Regions from separate parts of the Sus scrofa genome. Here all the other regions are linked to region 2. The links are chromatin contacts, called in public Hi-C and promoter capture Hi-C maps. All regions are on one chromosome and are shown on one strand. Each heading gives the region's core, a stretch centred on a gene start, on an enhancer-like site or on the middle of the called end of the contact. The rest is flanking DNA. Distances are from core to core; before and after follow the strand shown. Region 1 holds the start of WNK1 (serine/threonine-protein kinase WNK1). Region 2 holds the start of CCDC77 (coiled-coil domain-containing protein 77). Region 3 holds the start of RAD52 (RAD52 homolog, DNA repair protein).

What was found. Promoter capture Hi-C pulls out the DNA fragments that hold promoters and counts their contacts. Hi-C and Micro-C count contacts between places; a contact is called where the count stands out from the background.
Region 1: a contact with region 2 is called in a promoter capture Hi-C map of liver, with 3 times the contacts expected there. The contact joins the promoter of WNK1 here to the promoter of CCDC77 in region 2. A contact is called at or near these places in 1 of 5 promoter capture datasets (liver), 1 of 47 Hi-C or Micro-C datasets (heart right ventricle) and 1 of 2 datasets of contacts at active chromatin or transcription factors (skeletal muscle).
Region 3: a Hi-C map of liver shows a contact between it and region 2, with 4 times the contacts expected there. The contact joins the promoter of RAD52 here to the promoter of CCDC77 in region 2. A contact is called at or near these places in 1 of 5 promoter capture datasets (liver), 3 of 47 Hi-C or Micro-C datasets (liver and retroperitoneal adipose tissue) and 2 of 2 datasets of contacts at active chromatin or transcription factors (alveolar macrophages and skeletal muscle).

Annotation. Positions count from the first base shown.
Region 1 is chr5:67,999,113-68,002,517 of Sscrofa11.1, forward strand. WNK1 (serine/threonine-protein kinase WNK1) reads left to right here and starts at 1,680. Exons shown (of 29, transcript XM_013997884.2): 1 at 1,680-2,744. The coding sequence starts at 1,992.
Region 2 is chr5:67,723,731-67,727,298 of Sscrofa11.1, forward strand. CCDC77 (coiled-coil domain-containing protein 77) reads left to right here and starts at 2,027. Exons shown (of 12, transcript XM_021092489.1): 1 at 2,027-2,137.
Region 3 is chr5:68,165,723-68,169,276 of Sscrofa11.1, forward strand. RAD52 (RAD52 homolog, DNA repair protein) reads right to left here and starts at 1,926. Exons shown (of 13, transcript NM_001123182.1): 1 at 1,735-1,926.

The DNA.
Region 1 (3,405 bases), core at 430-2,929, 280 kb after region 2:
GAGCCGGAGCCTGAGCCTGAGCCAGAGTCGGATTCGAAGCGCGCGCACGTTTTGTGCGGTTGCACACGTTTAAGTGCTTCCAGCTCCTACCGTTGAGCTTAGACTTTCAACCGCCGTCTGGCCTCGCGTCTGGCTTCCTTCTCCGTCGGGTGCCCCCTGGTGCTCATCACCTGCACCATCTTGAATAACTGAGAGGAGTAAGGGGTCCGGCGAGTCCAAGGATTGCTTTCGAGAAAGCCGCAAGTCTGCAGATTTCCTCCACATCCAAAGCCGTGATATAGATTACATGTGTACATTCATGCACCTTTAGAGTAAAGAGGGATGCTGGTTTATTAAGCACCAAGCAAAAGACAGTTGGACATTTAAGTTTCGTCCAAGTCAATTCAGCTCTTTCAAGCTTGTGGTAAAAGACGCAAAGATCCGCAGACCTTGTCTTTTGAGTCCATTACCACCTCACCTTCCCCCCTTTCCACGTACAGTCTTTTTTTTTCTGGCAGAGTTCGCTTTGACGTTTGACTACACTGGGGCAGCCCAACACTGAGAGCCAGAGTGTGTGTCCTGGGCTGGAGCCGAGGATGCGGCCTTAAGTGCTATGGGAGGTAGGCGCACAATCATTCTCCCTGTCTCCTTCCTTGCCACGCACCCAATCAGTGTGATGCACAAAGTTTGTGGCCCAGGGAGGGGGTCCGGCTCCCCCTGCTCTCCACCACACCCGGGTCTCAGCACCGCCGCGGCTCCTCATTACACAGAAGCAGCCCATATTCCAGCCACGGCAACACCAAGAGCTCGCTCTCGCCTCAGCAGAGCATGATGGGAGCCTCTCCCCTCGTCCTGCCTCCCTTTCCTTTTCTTCTCCCTTCTCTCATTCCACAATTAATGCCTAAGTCATGATTTCCCTAGCTGGTGCCGACTGAGGGATGGGGCTTAGCGACCCACGGTGACGCTCCCACCCACCTTCCAGAAGGGGCGGTTTCAAAAGGAACTACAGTTCCCGTCGGGCATCAGGCTAAGTAACCGCAGGGCGACACGGGAGTCGTAGGCGCCTTCCTCCTCCGTCCCTTTCATTCCTCAACGCGTCAACTACAAGTCCCAAGGGGCCTCGGGACAGCACGCCTGCGCGAGAGCCCCGCCAGCGGGTGGGGGTGGGGCGCTCCGGGCGCTGGGGGGCGGGGCCGGAGCGGGCTGTGTGGAGGTTTTAGACTCCCGGCGCCATTTAGCGCGGAGTTTCCCTGGCGGACGCGGCTCTTCTCCTTCGGCCTCTCTGCACCGTCTCCGTGACAGAAGCTCCTGACGGGGTGACTGCCCTTCCTCCTCCCTGCCCTCCTCGGCCCGGAGGAGCAGCGGTTCGGGCCCTTCCCCACCGGCCCTCCCTCTATTAGCCCCCGGCCCCGGCCCGGAGGGGACGGGGTCCGCCGGGCCCGCGGCGGGCGGCGAGGCCCGGGGCCGGGGGCAGCTCCTCTGCTCCTCCGCGTCGCGCGTCTGCCCCTCGCGTCGGGCGATGGGTGGCCTGTGAGGCCGTCCAGGAGTTTGGCGGGGAGGAGGAGCGGCCGCCCGCCTGGCCGCGAGCCCCGGCGCGGCCTCCCCCGCCTCCGCGCCTGAGCGGCCGCCGTTCGGGGGTCCGCGCGCAGCTGCCGGCCTCAGGGCCCAACCCGCCCGGCCGGGCCACGGCGGCGGGGAGCCAGTGCCGCCCCCGCCTGGACTCGGTGCGGGCTCCCGCGCTGCACCCATGACTGCGCGCAGCTGCCGCTCCCGTCCGCTCGGCCGCCGCTTGCCGCACGATGGGTGCGGGCGGTGAGGCGCCAGCCCCCGTGCCTCCGCCCCGCCACCGCCCCCGAGCAGCCCGTTTCGACAGCCGCAGCGGCCTCCGCAGCCCGGCCCGCTGCCCCGCCTCCCGCTCGGACCGCCGAGTCAGTGCCGAGTGAGGGGCCGTCGGCCCACAGCGGCCCGCTTCTATCCAAATTAGAGCCGCCTGCCTCGCTCCCACTCCTACCATGTCTGGCGGCGGGGCCGATCAGCAGAGCAGCCCGCCGGGCTCCCTGTTCCTTTCGCCGCCAGCGCCTGCCCCCAAGAATGGCTCTAGCTCGGACTCCTCGGTGGGGGAGAAGCTGGGCGCCGCGGCAGCGGACGCCGGAGCCGGCAGGACGGAGGAGTACCGGCGTCGCCGCCACACCATGGACAAGGACAGCCGGGGGGCGGCCGCGACCACCACCACCGAGCACCGCTTCTTCCGCCGTAGCGTCATCTGCGACTCTAACGCCACGGCGTTGGAGCTGCCCGGCCTCCCCCTCCCACTGCCCCAGCCCGGCGCCGCCGCGGTGGCCCAGCAGAGGAGCCCCCCGGAGCCCCACCGCGAGGAGACTCTGACCCCCGCTGTCGCCCATGTGGCCCAGCAGCCGCCAGCCGCCGCCACCCCAGGGGAGCCGGCCGCCGCAGTCCCGGCCGCCGCCTCGGCCCCGGGCAGCGCCAGCCGAGACCGTCAGGTTGCCCAGCCCAGCCAAGCGGGGAGCAAAGAGGAGCCCCCGTCGGCGAGAAGCGGCAGCGGCGGCGGCAGCGCCAAGGAGCCGCAAGAGGAGCGGAGCCAGCAGCAGGATGACATCGAAGAGCTGGAGACCAAGGCAGTGGGCATGTCCAATGATGGCCGCTTTCTCAAGTTTGACATCGAAATTGGCAGGGGCTCCTTTAAGACGGTCTATAAAGGTCTGGACACCGAAACTACGGTGGAGGTCGCTTGGTGTGAACTGCAGGTATACACGAGCTACTTCTTTATTTTACGGTGGTTTGGATCCCAGATTTGGCTCAGTTCGACCAGTTTCTAGAGTTCACCCTTGGCATGTCTTTCTCTAACTGTTCGCTCCAAGTCGAGTGTGGTGGGAGGCCAACTTTTGAAAAGAGGTAGAAACCAGAATTTGGGGCTTGCACCTAGGTGTTTGGATAGAATAGGAGTTAGTGGCTGTAGCTAGTGCGATTTGCTTCTAGGGAAGGAGTGGTGAAAGGCATCCTGGTACAAATGTCTTGCTTACTCGTTATTGTTTTAGTGTCTGGCAGGAAACTTGAAGTTAGTGGGGAAGTTTTTGAGTTAGATTAAGCACAGCCTTCTTGCCTTCTACTCATCAGGAGGTCTGCAATGATGAGCTGCTGATGTGTTAGGCGCGTGTTTCCATCTGTGAGATCAGGCTGTGTTTTTAAGAAAGACCTTGTTCACGAATGACCTTCCTTTGGATGTATCTTAGTTCGTGGTCACACAGGAATCTAATAAACTATTAAAAGGTATTTCTTCTTTGGGTAAATAATTTGTGACTAGAAATGTACAATAAGTGTTTGATATTGTTCTACCTAATGATGCTTAAACCTTGTAGAAGCTAGCAGTGACCTGACATTGGTAATTAAATCTAAAGTATGCCTGCA
Region 2 (3,568 bases), core at 777-3,276:
CTGACTAAGATCCATGAGGACAACAGGTTCCATCCCTGGCCTTTCTCTGTGAGTTAAAGATCCAGTGTTACCATGAGCTGTGGTGTAGGTTGCAGATGCGGCTTGGATCCCATGTTGCTGTGGTTGTGGCGTAGGCTAGCAGCTACAGCTCCGATTCAACCCATAGCCTGGGAACCTCCAAATGCTGCAGGTGCGGTCCTAAAAAGCAAAAAAAAAAAAAAAAAAAAAAAAAACAACGAAAAGAAATTGGTAAGAGGTAAAATTCAGGCAAGGTTTTACTGAGGTCCTTGCTACAGCAGGGGGGAGTGAAAACGAACAACAGCTTCCCTTGCTTGCTCCATAAGGTGGGGCGAGCTGCTTCCTCATATGGGGCAAAGGTAGGAGCAGGTGCAGGGGTTGGGCCAGAGGGTGACTTTGGCGGTCTGCGTGCACAGGAGCAGGCGTAGCATCCTGATTTTGCTCTTGGCTCTTGAAAAGTGACAGCCGCGGAGTTCCCACTGTGGCTCAGTGGTTAATGAATCTGACTAGCATCCATGAGGATGCAGGTTCAATCCCTGGCCTCAATCAGTGGGTTGGGGATCCAGCATTGCTGTGAGCTGTGGTGTAGGCCGCAGTGGCGTAGGCTGGCAGCTGTAGCTCCAATTCAACCCCTAGCTTGGGAACCTCCATGTGCCACAGGTGTGGCTCTAAAAAGACAAAAAAAGAAAAAAAATAGAAGTGGCAGTTGCATTTTAGGTTTTTTTTTTTTTTAATCTTCTTGCCCATAATTTTCCCCAACTGCATGTATGGCAGTTATTTTTAGTATCTTATAGTTTCTTTGTATTTTGTTCCTCAAAGAGATGTTTGTCCAGGTTCATGCACTGCAGCCACTGTAGCCAAGGTCTTGGGTCCCAGGACCCAAGTCCCATCCTGATTCATAAGGTATCAGCTCACCCTCCCTCAGGGAACTAGAAAGAGAACCTTTTACTTGTTTTTGTTTCTTGTGCTGCAGCTCGAGCCCCAATAAAGCCTTGCCTGAATTTTTCATTTGGTCCCATCAATTTCTATTGATTAAAAAGTCCAAGAACCCAGGTCGGTAACAATATGATCAGTCCAGAGTGTGCTTAAACAAAAAACATACAAAAATCGCCTTTTGTAGAATGGAAGAGAAGGAAAAAATTTGAGGCAAAAATGCCATTTAGAAACCTGTTTAAGTAGCCCAAGTTAGGGGTAATGAGACCCAGAGTGGAAATAAATAGGAAGATATAAATTTGAGAACCAGGAGGAAGATGAGATCACCATGATTTGGTTTTAAATCAATGGAGGGGCCAAAAGAGAAAAACTAGCGTCAAAGTACCTGCGAAAATCGTGATGTAACTAACAGAAAAATCAAAGCGGGGAGAAAAGTAGGTTTATAAGATGGAAAGTTTGTTTTGAACATCCTCAGGTCTTAGATCACCGAAGAGTCTACGCTCTTCCATAGAAGTAGCTGCAGCTCTGAGACTAAAATGCCTTTCCGCCTCCCTCTACAAATCACTTTTCTGCAAAGATGAGACCGCAATTGGTCTTTGAACGAATATGATTAAAGACAGTTTCTCACATCTCTCAGGAAAAGGAGGTAGTGTCTGCTATTGATAAAAACAGCATTTATATACATAATCCTCTGTAGAAACTGATCCAGAAGCCACCAGGGCATTGAAGGAGAAACCATCTTCTTAGACTCTTCACCTTCTTGAGATAAGCTTGCTCATGGCCACTCATAATAATCCTGTAGTTAAGCACTGACTTTCTGCATCACTTTTCATGAAAACAAAGTATGTGAGTAAGCCTAAACTGAGCCAGAACTAGAGTGTCTGACGCCGAACATCACACCACCACTACTGGGATTACATGAGTAGCAACCCGGTCACCTTCTCCACCGAGGGAGCTGGGTGTCGAAGACTACATTTCCCGGCGACTTCTGCGGGGCAAGGCGCGCGAGGGAGGGCGGGAAGGGGGCGGGCCTATGTGGACTAGCTTTCCTATTGGTGTACAATCCTGAGGGCCATGTAAACCTGCGGCCGATTGGACGCGTCCGTGCCCGCTCCGTGGCGCCGCGACGCCTCCGGATTTGACTAGTTTTTCGGTTGGGCTTTTGCTGTCCGCGGCTCAGTGAGGCGTGAGTAGAGTTCCGGGTTTCGGGACTCTGGGATCAGCGAAGGGGACTTGGGAGGAAAACCGGGTGAGGAGAAGTAGCTGCGGGAGTAGTGCGAAGGAGAGGGGTGTGAGCTTGAAAGGGTTCACGGGAGGCCCGGGCCGGAGCGAACAGTTAGCATCTGCAGGAGGGGTGGGGTTTTGGCGCTACTGGGGATCAAGACGGAGCGCCTGGGGGAAAAGAGTACGGAATGTCGGTCCCCCACCTCTCTGCCGATCCCAGCCTCACTCCCGTTTGTAAGTTGAGGGGTGGAGTTCCCTGGTGGCTCATCGGGTTAAGGATCCAGCGTTGTCACTGCTGTGGCACGGGTTTGATCTCTGGCCCGGGAACTTCCCATGCCGGGGGCGCGGCCAAAATAATAATAATGATAACAATAATAAAATGAAATAGAGGAGTAACAAAATTGCTTCACAGAGTAATGGGGTAAAGAGGATAATAAATGTCAAATGCTAAACAGATGTTAGTTGTAAGTAGACAAGAGATGAATATTCATACTTGAACAAGGATATCACAGGGATAGAGGAGTAGATGTTAGCCAAAACCCTGTAATTTCTCTGTGAACAAGGGCATCTTTCTTTCCAGAGATAGATTGTTCCTGTGTGAAGGGAACATACACCATCACAGGAGAGGTGGTAGGCACAAAGAACTGTACTGTGTTAACTTTTGGAGAATTACAAATTCAGTTCTTGGAGTTCCCCTCATGGCTCAGGGGAAATGAATCTGGCTAATATCCATGAAGACGCAGGTTTGATCCCTGGCCTGGCTCAGTGGGTTAAAGATACAGTGTTGCCAGTGAGCTGTGGTGTAGGTCGCAGACACAGCTCAGATCTGTTGTTGCTGAGGCTGTGGTGTAGGCCAGCAGCTGTAGCTCTGATTCCACTCCTAGCCTGGAAGCCTCCATATGCATCTGGCGTGGCCCTAAAAAGACAAAAAACAAATAAGAAAACCCAAATGCAGTTCTTCTGAAATTAGATCATTTTGTTTACAGAAACTGAAAGAAGAGATGAAGGAGGTAGTATTTGAGTTTTCATGTGCAGATTGGATTTTGTTTAGTGAAATTGTGAGTGTGGAAGGAACTGTGTTCCAGCTGCAGGGACCTCATGAGCAAAGGCCTGGAGGCAATGGTGTCTGGAAACCAAAGATATATTAGGGGAGTAGAGGGAAGTAGGTAGGAGAGATAGGTTTGGTCCTTAAATAAAAAGCCACGATGTTTAAGATGAGTTTGATTTAGTGCGTTAGACTATGAGGAGCAATGTATGAATCTTTCTAGAAGATGGTTCATGGGAAAAATGGGGTGGATAGAACAGTTAAGCCATTGTTGTAGGGTGGGTAAGAAGATGTGGAGATCCTGAATTAACATGGCCATTGTCAGAATGTACTGGATTTTCATATGGT
Region 3 (3,554 bases), core at 676-3,175, 440 kb after region 2:
AGATGTAGCTCAGATACGGTGTTGCTGTGGCTGTGGTGAAGGCCATCAGCTGTAGCTCCAATTGGACCCCTAGCCCAGGAACTTCCACACGCTGAAGGTGCGGCCGTAAAAGGGAAAAAAAAAAAAAATGAATAGGCAACCACAAAGGACTGATATCCAGGATATAAAAAGGATATATAAAGAAAGTCTACAACTCAACAAAAATAAAAAGGCAATTAACCTAATTTAAAATAGGCAAAAGATTTGAGCAGTGACTTCATAAAAGATACACATATACAGACATTTTTTAAAAAGAAGCAGACTCACAGATATAGACAAAAAAACTATATCTGTGGGGACAGGGAAGGAAGGAGGGGAAGACAGGGGTAGGGAGACAAAGAGGATTGTTAACCAATTACATGAAATCGTGTGTGAAACTTCTGAATATTGCAAAGCGCCACAGAATTTAAAGAATCATTCTTTCAGCTTTTTAAAAAGCGTTTTTAAAAAACACCAGTGGAATCACTAATAAAAAGCATAAAACTGTGCAAAATGCAGCAACAAATATACCACAACAAAGACACTGGTTTACAGTATGAGCAAGAAGGCAGAGGACGCCTTGCTGGACACTCCACACACTGCCAGAGCATTGGAGCATCTGCTTGGGGCTACAAAGAAGTTTTAGCCAGTCAATTCACAAATACAGAATTCACAGATGATGAAAATAGGCTAGGTGTTTTATGAGATCAAACCTCTCCCACAGCTGTTACGTTTTTCATAAACTCGTCTCCAAGTCCACTCAGTTCCCATCACTAGATGACAGGTCTGACTGCATCTCCGATGGGACCTGCACACAAACGCTTCTCTGCTTGTTACCACCACAGTCAATGGTCTAGTAAGCGATGCACTGAGAACAGAGGACTTCACAAAGCCAGCCTTTTCTGAAAGATACCAGACCTGGGGCCAATGAAATACCTGATCCAACCCGAGTTAAATGTGATAAGAACTTAGTTTTACATTGTTTGTGCCTAGGGCTGAATTCTATGATGAAAGAGCCCTTAAATTAAGCCGAAAAGTGCAAAAACGCAAATGCCCATCAATTAATGAAGAAGCAAAACATGGTATATCCCGACAACGAAAGATTATTATTGGGCCACGAGAGTACGGGACACGCGCCACAGCTCGGATGAACCTTGGGGACACAGTGCCAAGTGAAGGAGCCAGACACAAAAAGCCACATACTGCATGATCCCACTTATGCAAAACATCCAGATCTGGCAAATTCAGAGGCAGAAAGAAGACTGGTGGGGCTGGGGGAGGGGGATGAGGAGCCCGCTAATGAGCTCGGGCTTCTTTCCCAGGTGATGAAAATGTTCTGCGTTAGATAACGGTAACGGCCGCCCAACTCTGTGAATACAATAAAGACCACTCAATGTTCACTTTGGATGAACAACTTTAATCATATATAAATTCTATCTCAATTTAAAAAAAAAAAAAGTCTAGAAACGCTGAATACGCGCTGAACTGTCAAATCCCTAAGTGGGTAATTCTACACACCGGAGTACAACTGTCTACGCGCCCTCGGCCCCGGTCAACCGGCAGCAAGTAACCGCAGCCCCAACCCCGCCCCGCCCCGCCCCGCCCCGCCCCGCCCACGGCCACGGCACCCTCCCCTCAGCACATGCCCCGGGTCGGTACCACTAAGCCGGGACCGGGAGACGAGCTTCCCACCCGGCGGAGATCCCACTCACGCACCGTTCCCCCTGAACGCGCAGAAGGGGTCTCGGGACGGCCGCGCAGAGGACCCTGGGAAGAAGGTCCGAGCGAGAGCCGACTTGAACGCGCGGAAGGACACGCGTGATGACGGCGTCAGAGAAACTGGAAAAAGTGCGAGAGAGAGAGAGAGAGAGAGAGCGAGCGAGAGAGAGAGAGCGAGAGACGTACTCGCAGAAGGGCGATAAAGCAGGCCGCGCAGAGGACCCTGGGAGGAAGGTCCAACGGGAGTACCCAAAACCAGAATGGCGTGTGGCGCGGAAGAACACTTTGGGTTCCCGCGCAAAGAGTCCTGGGAGGAAGGTCAGAACGAGGGTAAACCAGACCGGGGTGTGGGAAGAAGGTCTAACGCGAATGAACTGAGAAGACCTGTACTCGCGGAAGGGTACGCGGCGCGGCCGCGCAGAAGACCCTGGGAAGACGGTCCAAAGAGAGCGTGCCGCACCACGGCTGTGAACGGGCGGAGGAGCCGCAAGTTGTGGTCGGGGTAGAGGAACAGAGCCATCTGTTGAGAGCCGTAAAGCAAGTTGTTTGGCAGCGCGATGCTGACTTCCGTGTCAGCGGCTCTCTGCGCTTGGCCCCTGCGCGCCCTGCGCCCCTGTGGTCTCTGCTGGCCACCAGCGAGCTCCTGCCCGGCCTCCCGAGCGGAGCTCGGCTCCGTGTACCCCAGGCCGCTATGGCGGAGATTAGAGCTGTACCGGGACCAGGCTCAACAGCCCGGGCAGCGCCCCATCGCCGGGTCCCGAGGTCCCCAGATGCCCGCACAGACGGAGATGCTTAGAGGCGGCGATCCGTGGGCAGGACATCCCGCAGCAGCGCTCGTAGCGAGACTAAGGAGTCGCATCTCGGGAGTTCCTATGGTGGCTCAGTGAAACCTAATCCGAATAGTATCCATGAGGAAGCGGGTCCGATCCCTGGCCTCGCTCAGTAGGTTAAGGATCTGGCGTTGCGCTGAGCTGTGGTGTAGGTCGCAGACACGGCTCAGATCCCGAGTTGCTGCGGCTGTGACGTAGGCCCGTGGCTACAGCTCCTTTGTAATCCCTAGCTTGGGAACCTCCATATGCCACGGGTGTGGCCCTGAAAAGCAAAAACAACAACAACAGTTGCATCACAACCCCAAGCTGAGTGCGGAAAACTTGAACATACTCAGTTACTGACGTTTTCAAATTGTTGTTCCGGTGACCCCCTCGCCGCGGTTCTGCGCAGTAACCAGGCATTTCCTGGAGGGGTGCTCACGATTCCCGTGCATTTGATAAAGAAAGGCATGGCTGCTTTCAGATGGTGCTGGGACACAGTGATTGGGTTAGAGTCCCTATCAAAATATGCATAAGAATAATTACAACTGGAGTTCCCTGGTGGGTTAAGGATCCGGTGTCCCTGCCCTGGCGTGAGAACTTCTGTATGCAGAGGGCAAAGCCAAACAATAATAATAATGAAGTGAAATCAATTACAATTGAATTCGAGTGAGAAATGTTAAATGTATGCAGGTACATATAAAAGAATAGGCAGATGAATAGCCAACCTTAGAATGGAGAAAAGCTTTCTAACTATAGAAGCTGATAAATTAATCTTAAAAGGTGAATAAATGTAGCTATCTACATGCAATTTACTTAGTTTCTGGAAGTAGAAAATAAACAAGAAAAATAGGGAAATACTAACATGTATTCGAATGGAATTAATATATAAAAAGTTCTAACAATTGAAGAAATATTAACAAGTGTGTATATAGTTCACAAAAGGAGAAAGACAATATGAAAAGATTTAATTTTAATAAAACTAAAAAGTATACATATTAAAATAAG